2 separate regions of the Mus musculus genome follow, and region 2 is linked to region 1. A link is a contact called in public Hi-C data. All regions are on one chromosome and are shown on one strand. Each heading gives the region's core, a stretch centred on a gene start, on an enhancer-like site or on the middle of the called end of the contact. The rest is flanking DNA. Distances are from core to core; before and after follow the strand shown. Region 1 has its middle 14 kb from the start of Gm33447. Region 2 has its middle 46 kb from the start of Gm34087.

Region 1 (3,681 bases), core at 623-3,122:
CATGCCTCCTTGTAGGATGATAAGTGACTAAACCTCTGAAGCTGCCTACATGATGAATTTCAAACCAGCAAGGATGATGTAGTAAGACAGGATCTTAAATAAATAAATAAATAAATAAATAAATAAATAAATAAATGAATTTAAAAGGCAGTGATTATTAGGAATAACAGTATTAATGGAAGAACCTATTGAAAATTCAAGTTGTCATATCTTGCCTCCAGAAATGAATCTGGGGGCTCTGAACTTTTACCTGGGCTGCTCTTATGGAGGAGTCTGGAAAACTTGAGATCTGTGGGTCACTGAGCTTTAGTAAATACATCAGAAGCAGGAGAACCGCTGAAGTGATGCTCCGGACCTTATGAAAAGAATTCCCACGTCAGGGTGTGATACCTGAGGAAGGTGGCCTGAAGATCCTCCATGGAAGGAGGGTACTAACATAGCTTAGGGGAGGGCTGCATGATAAACTGTAGAGTCTCCTGCTTCCCCCCACCCCAAGCTCTTGTCTCAGTAGTCAGCATACTGCATAGAAGGTGCACATCACTGTTGAAATGTTGATCTGTGATCTACTGACATTGACCAACAAAGTTGAACATAGAGGGTAAATGTCTAAGAACAATGCCCATGACAATATCAATGGTTGGCTAGGAAGAGCAATCACATGTGGCCTCAAAGTGAGGGGAGGCAGATATTTCCTCAGGTTTACAGGAACACAGTTTCTGCACTTGCATTTATTCCAATTGCTAACTATGTGCATAGTGTGCAAAGAATGAATACTTAACACAGCTCTCCTCTTTTCAAAAAAAATACACACACACACATACACACACACATATATATATATGTATATACATATATATATATATATATATACATATATATATATACCCACAGTGTTCTTTTAATTCTAATGACTACCTCAAAAAGAATACCTCTTTAAAAACAAAACCAGGACATGGAGCTATCTGGGTAGAGAAGATGACCTGGGAGGAAGAGGGTGAACATGATCAATATATTGTACAAGATACTTAAGTGATTAACAAAAAGTGGTTTTTAATTAATGACTAGCTCAGGGCCGTAGAGACGACTCATTAGTAAAGAGCACTGTGCTTTTCCAGAGGCCCGGGTTTGGATTCCCAGCAGCTATGTGGGGTCTCACACCTACTGCAGGTCCAGGTCCAGAGAAAATGCTGTTCCGGCTACTGCAGGCACTAGGCACACACATGGTGCACAGATACAGAAGTAGGCAAAATGCCCATACATATAACATAAAATCATAAAAATTTTTAAAGAACTTGATTTTGAAAATACATAAAGGTAGGAGTGCATATCTGAAAACCTTTTCTTGGTGTCCCAGAAAGGATGGCATATTTCTCAGAGTTAAGATCATCTATGGAAAACATCAAGTATCTAAGTATGTTACAATATTCTAACAATGCCTAAGTGAACACACACACACAGAGAGAGAGAGAGAGAGAGAGAGAGAGAGAGAGAGAGAGAGGTGACTTTCAATTCCAAAGAGACGCCTCCCTCCTCAGTCACATCCCGACAGCTCTCATTGACTAGATCTAGCGTCGAATTCACTTTGCAGTTAAGCCTGTGCAAGCGCTCTGCCCAGGACTATCTCTGGCAGCACAAACTCCTACAGCTGTCACTGAGTCACATGGAACGTCAGGCAGGAGTTTTGTTTTTTAATGATTTTATTTTGGTCTTGGGGGAGGAGGGCAGGCAAGAAAGACAGCACAAGATGAAGAAAAGCTGTCAGGAAAGTAGACACATTCCGAAAGCCAAACAAGCTGCTTCCTGGAACAGTGTCACTTTCTGCGTTGTTTATCACACGCTGAAGTAATCTGCACATTGCTAGGGAAGGTGGAACTTTCCATGCATTCCCGCCATCCTAAAAGCCAATGGCTGTCCCCTCCCACTGCTGCCTTGTTACTATGGAAACGATGATGCACAGCAGGACAAGGAATGACATCATAGGATTTAAATAGAGATAGTAACAAAGGGGCCTTCTGTAATATACACAGAAATTGCTTTCCTTTGGCAAAGTATTCTGAAATATATATATTTGCAATAGGTACAAATATTTACTTAGCTACATTATAATCGATCCTATAAGAATAGCACCTAGCAGTAAAGATGCTTTACCCAACTTTGTTCCAAATTATTTCTTTCTTTTTTTTTTTTTTTTAAAAAAACCCAAACATCTTTTTTTTTTAAAATTTATTTATTTATTTATTATATGTAAGTACACTGTAGCTGTCTTCCGACAGTCCAGAAGAGGAAGCCAGATCTCATTACGGGTGGTTGTGAGCCACCATGTGGTTGCTGGGATTTGAACTCCGGACCTTCGGAAGAGCAGTCGGGTGCTCTTACCCGCTGAGCCATCTCACCAGCCCCCAAATTATTTCTTTTTCTGTTTTCCATCTTGAAATTTATTGAATAAACAAAATGCAGCTGATACACCAGTGTGAAACTAATATAAAGATATCCATTATTCTGCATATTTACTAAAGGTGGATTTTAAAGTTAAGATAATAACTTAGAAAAAGAAATGCATAGACATTTATCGTAGAAGCTGTGGTCTACTTAAGTGAATAATGTAAGTGTCTTTAATATAAATGTTAAGATTATTTTTAAAGGGCATGAAATTGAGAGTCAGGTGCTACAAGGAGAGTTGTAAAAGCATTGTCAGGGTGGCAGGATTCCATGGATGGGAAAAAAAACAAATAAAAATTGTGAATTACATGTTAAACTGAATTAGAATTAGTTCTCTTCCTTTCAAATATTACATGATGGTTAGCTTGTCTAATATGAAAAGAGCCTAGCCTAACACTTGCCAACCTAACCTGGAAAAAAAAATCATTTCAGCTTCATCTCAGCCTAGGAAAGTTTCTAAGACTCAAACTATCAAATGCTATGGTTAGCCTGGATGGCATCTTACTGCAGACTGATGGGTGTGCCCAAGACAACTGTCTTGGCTCCCTAATCTGGAAGATAAGAAGATGCCACTCATAGCATCAGGTTTGTATGAAAACTTGACCTAATAAAAAGTCAGCCGCATGTCAGGCATTCCATAAACGCTGGCTTGCTGGCACTGAAGATTCAGCATTCCCTGGCCGTATGGAGGTGGGCGGCTACAGGGCTGAAGGGAAAGCTCCCAGCTTGGCCTTAAGTTTGCTGTGAATGAGCTGTGAAGTGGGCTATCCACACAGCAGATAAGCAAGCTGTGGCTGCTCTTGGAAAAGGACACCACCCCACCTCAGCAATCCAGGGTAAGGTGCGGGAATTGGGGTGTTCGTGGGAATTCTGGATGGGGACTGACACTGAGCACTGTCCATGTTGGCATTCCCCACAAGCCCAATTACTCTGAGCACAGAAATATCACATTCTAGTATCTGCCCTTTGGCCACGGCAATCTGGGAGCAGTTCAGACACCTTCTGCCGTCTGCCCGGGGCCAGACTGCTAACTATTTGGTGCCAGTGGTTACGCTCGATTCCATTTCTAGAAATGCAAGGCAGCTGGAAAACAATTTTTTTTCTCATAGTGGAAAAAGTCTGCACTGTTACATATCTTTTCAGCAAACTCAGGAAAACATTACGATACATATAGAAATTAACTCTAACGCAAGGTAAAGCATGCAATTTACCAAACCCCAAACGGGAAATCAAGGCCATGTT
Region 2 (3,511 bases), core at 567-3,066, 280 kb before region 1:
TTTAATTATTTATTAATAATTATAGCAAGCATTTTACTGATTAATCTACCTAGACTGTGTTAGCATCTGTGCTGATCTCTTGGACCTGGTTCAAGTCTTGTATTTCCATTCTCACAGCACCAGTCAGCCTGCCTCATAGACTTAACCATAGCTACGGCTTCACTGGAGATGTCCCTCTGTATGGGAGCCCTGGAAGCCAAGAACTGCTTCGATCTTACTTTCTTTCTTAATGGGTGGCATCCAGCAGGTACTCGATTCTTAACCGACTCACTGTTTAATAAGAGATTTTTGTGCAAATGCACACTTTTGAATTTGTTATTCCTTAAAAATGACTGTAGGTTTATTCTCTCTCTCTCTCTCTCTCTCTCTCTCTCTCTCTCATGCTCATGCTCTCTCTCTCCCACCTGGTACCCCACCCACACATATAGATAAATGTATCTGTATTATTCTGTATTCTGTCTCCCCTCTGAGTAAGAATGGGTCCTAATCAGACCTCTACCAGTATCCTGAAGGAAACAAAGCAGCTCTCGCCCTCCCAGCACTCTTCTCCCTTAGAACCACTTAATAACCCTGTGGGATCACAATAGAGTAGAATGAGAGATGTCTTTAGAAGTGACAAGATACAGGAAACCACAGCACTGTGCCTTGGGAACATAAAATAATAGAACAAATCCTTAAAGATTTCATCTTATCCTTAGAAGCACTTTACCAAAGCCATTTCAGCCTCTAACAAGTGTTGGCTCCAGTCCCACCTACCAAAGTCATGCACTGGCCTGATAAAGGACAATGGTCATGCGGTGCATTTTGTGCCATTAGGCTTAAGGAATCAGAAAGCAAATACATTTGGAGGGTGACCACAGACTACCTCAAGGCGGAGGGACCTTGCGGAATTGGCTCCATCCTGATACTCCTGGGAGAGAGGAGGCTACAGAGAATGCCATTAGTCACTGAATTGTAATTATCAGGGATAACTAGGGGGTGTGGTGTGCTGAATGGAGCTTGTTGGGACTCAAGCGACTGTTGTGTTTGAGAGTACAGACTCTCAGAAGACCAGCATATGGACCAAGCTCCACAATTGATGGGGAACATCAGAGTATCCTAGGCTCTCTTTTCCTCCTGTACCCCCACGCAAAACAGGTATGATGATGGTACTCGTCGCATGGAGCTTGTCGAAGGATTTGTAATGCACTTTGCCTAACACACAAAAATTACTCAATACAGAGTAGATTGCAAAGGCTTCTAAGAAACAAAGCCTGTATGTTTCTAAACGCCCAGACTGGCCTTTTGCCAGGTGAATACTGAAATGAAACACTAGGTAACTGTATCTTCTTTTATTAAAATCTCTTTCACAAGTTTTGTTCACTGCTCCGTTCCACTGGCCCTCACTGGGTTAACGCTCCCTTGCTCATTTCCCCGGCTTGGTACATAAGATCAGGTTGCATATGTTAAAGAATTACAGGCAAGGAACATTTTAGGTGGGTTGGATACCATGCATCAGGAGGAATTTGAGTTGAAAAGATTACTGTCTTTTGTGCCGTTGAACATTCCATCAGTTCAAGAGGAAGAAGTCTGTTTACAGGTATAGTCAGGTCTACAGGGACCAAAGCATAGCTCCTCTAAATATGTCTTTTAGGACATTCCTGAAATGATTTGCTTTGTTCGAGCCTCTTTTAAGAAACCACATGTAATTACACTCAACTATTCAGAAGGTTAAGCTTCAAACTAGCAAATGCCAAAGCGTTCTGAGTTCTCATTGCCAACTCGCCCTAATTCAGCAAGCAAGGCCTTAGCTCCTCCTCTCAAGCATGCCAGCAGAAAAGAATGTGAGCCAGTATATTCATGAATCCTGGCTCCTCTCTGCTCAAGCATTTCTTTCCAGTGCTGGGGCAGGTCTTTTGATAATCAATTCTCGTGTTATTTATAAACGTTCTTGTCTAGGAAGAAAGCCACTTGCTAATGACAAGGCACTGTGTGACTTTCTATGTCTACAGATGAGCAAGATCTGAGAGAATATTCTAAAACCTTGCTCTTAAGTCTATTGTTCCTTTAACTCACTTAAAACATGCATATGCATGCCTCCTGCATTTAGAAACCTTGCCCTTATTAATTATGGAGTAGACCCCTGTGGGATTTAATATTCTAATTATTTCACACTACAGAACCTCCCAAACATTTTCCTGCTATGCTTAAATTAATATCAGTATATTAAGATCAGACTTCACACAATTGTGTATTAGAGAGAAAGAGTACCTTTTCCTTAAGACCAGGGTTTTTTTTGGGGGGGTGTTTGGTTTTTTTGTTGTTGTTGTTTTTACTTCAGCATGGATATGCATGTGGAATATGTATGTATGTCTGCATGTTCACATGTGTATGAATGCATGTGTTTGTAAGGTGCATGTGAAAATGTGTATGCCAGTGTTTAGAGGCCAAAGTTGGCGTCTGATGTCTTCCTCAATCCCTCCCCACCTTATGTATTGATTCAAGGCCTCTCATCTGCACCCATAGCTCGCCAATTCTGTTAACCTAGCTAGTTAGCTTGCTCTGGGGAGCTTCAGTTTCCATCTTCCAGGGTTAGGATCACAGGTGGGCCTCCACACCCACCCTGGGTTTCCTTTGGTGCTGAGAATCCAAACTTTGTTCCTTATCCTTCTTACACAGTAGGTCTTTACTCACAAGACAATCCCCCATCTGTCTTTATGTGGATTCTTTTGAGTTCAGGTTCTCAGGAAACTACCACATGGATACCTATATAATGAGAACAGAAAATGAAAAAGAGGCTGGTAGGTTAAGAACTTCCTTTGTTCATCCACAACTAATTAGCAATGTCTAGCCTGATCCCTGGGCTGTTCTGGGCACCATGGAAACAAAATGTCTGCCCAATGGAGTTCACACTATTGTGTTGTATTTCAGTGTAAAATAGATGGTAGGTCATAGGGAGAAAAAAAATAATGTAGATGGAAACGAAACGGGACTGGGAATTGTGGTGCATGCCTATAATTCAAGGCCATGGCTAACAAAAGCTGGAGGAACACAAACAGGAGGCCAGGCTGAGCTATATCATGAGGTTCTGACTCTAAAACAGGAAAGGGGAATAGAGGGTTCTAAAAGCAAGGTCATGGTGCTCCTCCAATATCTGAGCAAAGATCTAAAGAATAGAATGAATGACTTGTGCAATATTTGAATTAAAAATGCCATGAACAGTCATGGAAACTCATCACAAGAGGGCCCTGCTCCAGACGTATGGAAGGAAAAGGCCAGTGTGACTGGAGACGGGAGAAAGGAGCACTGAGAGGGAAGGGCACCCAAAGCAGCATGCTCCTTCTACCACCTGGAGCTTCTAGTCTGAGTACCGCTGCAGTACTGTGAGTAAAAATGAAAGGATCTGACGATTGCTATAGCAACGCCGCCTAGGAAGGATGATGAAGATTCACATGACAGTTGTGAGAAGCAGCCAGATCCTGGGCTATTTCAAAGGAAGAACTTTAAAGGGATTTGCTAATGGGCTTAAATA

The links. A called contact is a pair of places that touch in the nucleus more often than the background predicts.
Region 2: a contact with region 1 is called in a Hi-C map of cortical neurons, with 2.0 times the contacts expected there. The contact joins two enhancer-like sites. A contact is called at or near these places in 1 of 15 datasets of contacts at CTCF or cohesin (the NIH/3T3 cell line), 1 of 484 Hi-C or Micro-C datasets (cortical neurons) and 2 of 115 datasets of contacts at active chromatin or transcription factors (the NIH/3T3 cell line and astrocytes).

What each region holds. Positions count from the first base shown.
Region 1 is chr13:97,388,767-97,392,447 of GRCm38.p6, reverse strand. No RefSeq gene overlaps it. Among named protein-coding and RNA genes, the nearest start is that of Gm33447, 14 kb to the right of the region's middle. Within about 2 kb of position 1,872, at least 96 of the 459 cell types and tissues checked have an H3K27ac peak or open chromatin away from gene starts, as enhancers often do. A contact at or near this core is called in cortical neurons, where this site is marked.
Region 2 is chr13:97,667,361-97,670,871 of GRCm38.p6, reverse strand. No RefSeq gene overlaps it. Among named protein-coding and RNA genes, the nearest start is that of Gm34087, 46 kb to the right of the region's middle. Within about 2 kb of position 1,816, at least 28 of the 459 cell types and tissues checked have an H3K27ac peak or open chromatin away from gene starts, as enhancers often do. A contact at or near this core is called in cortical neurons, where this site is marked.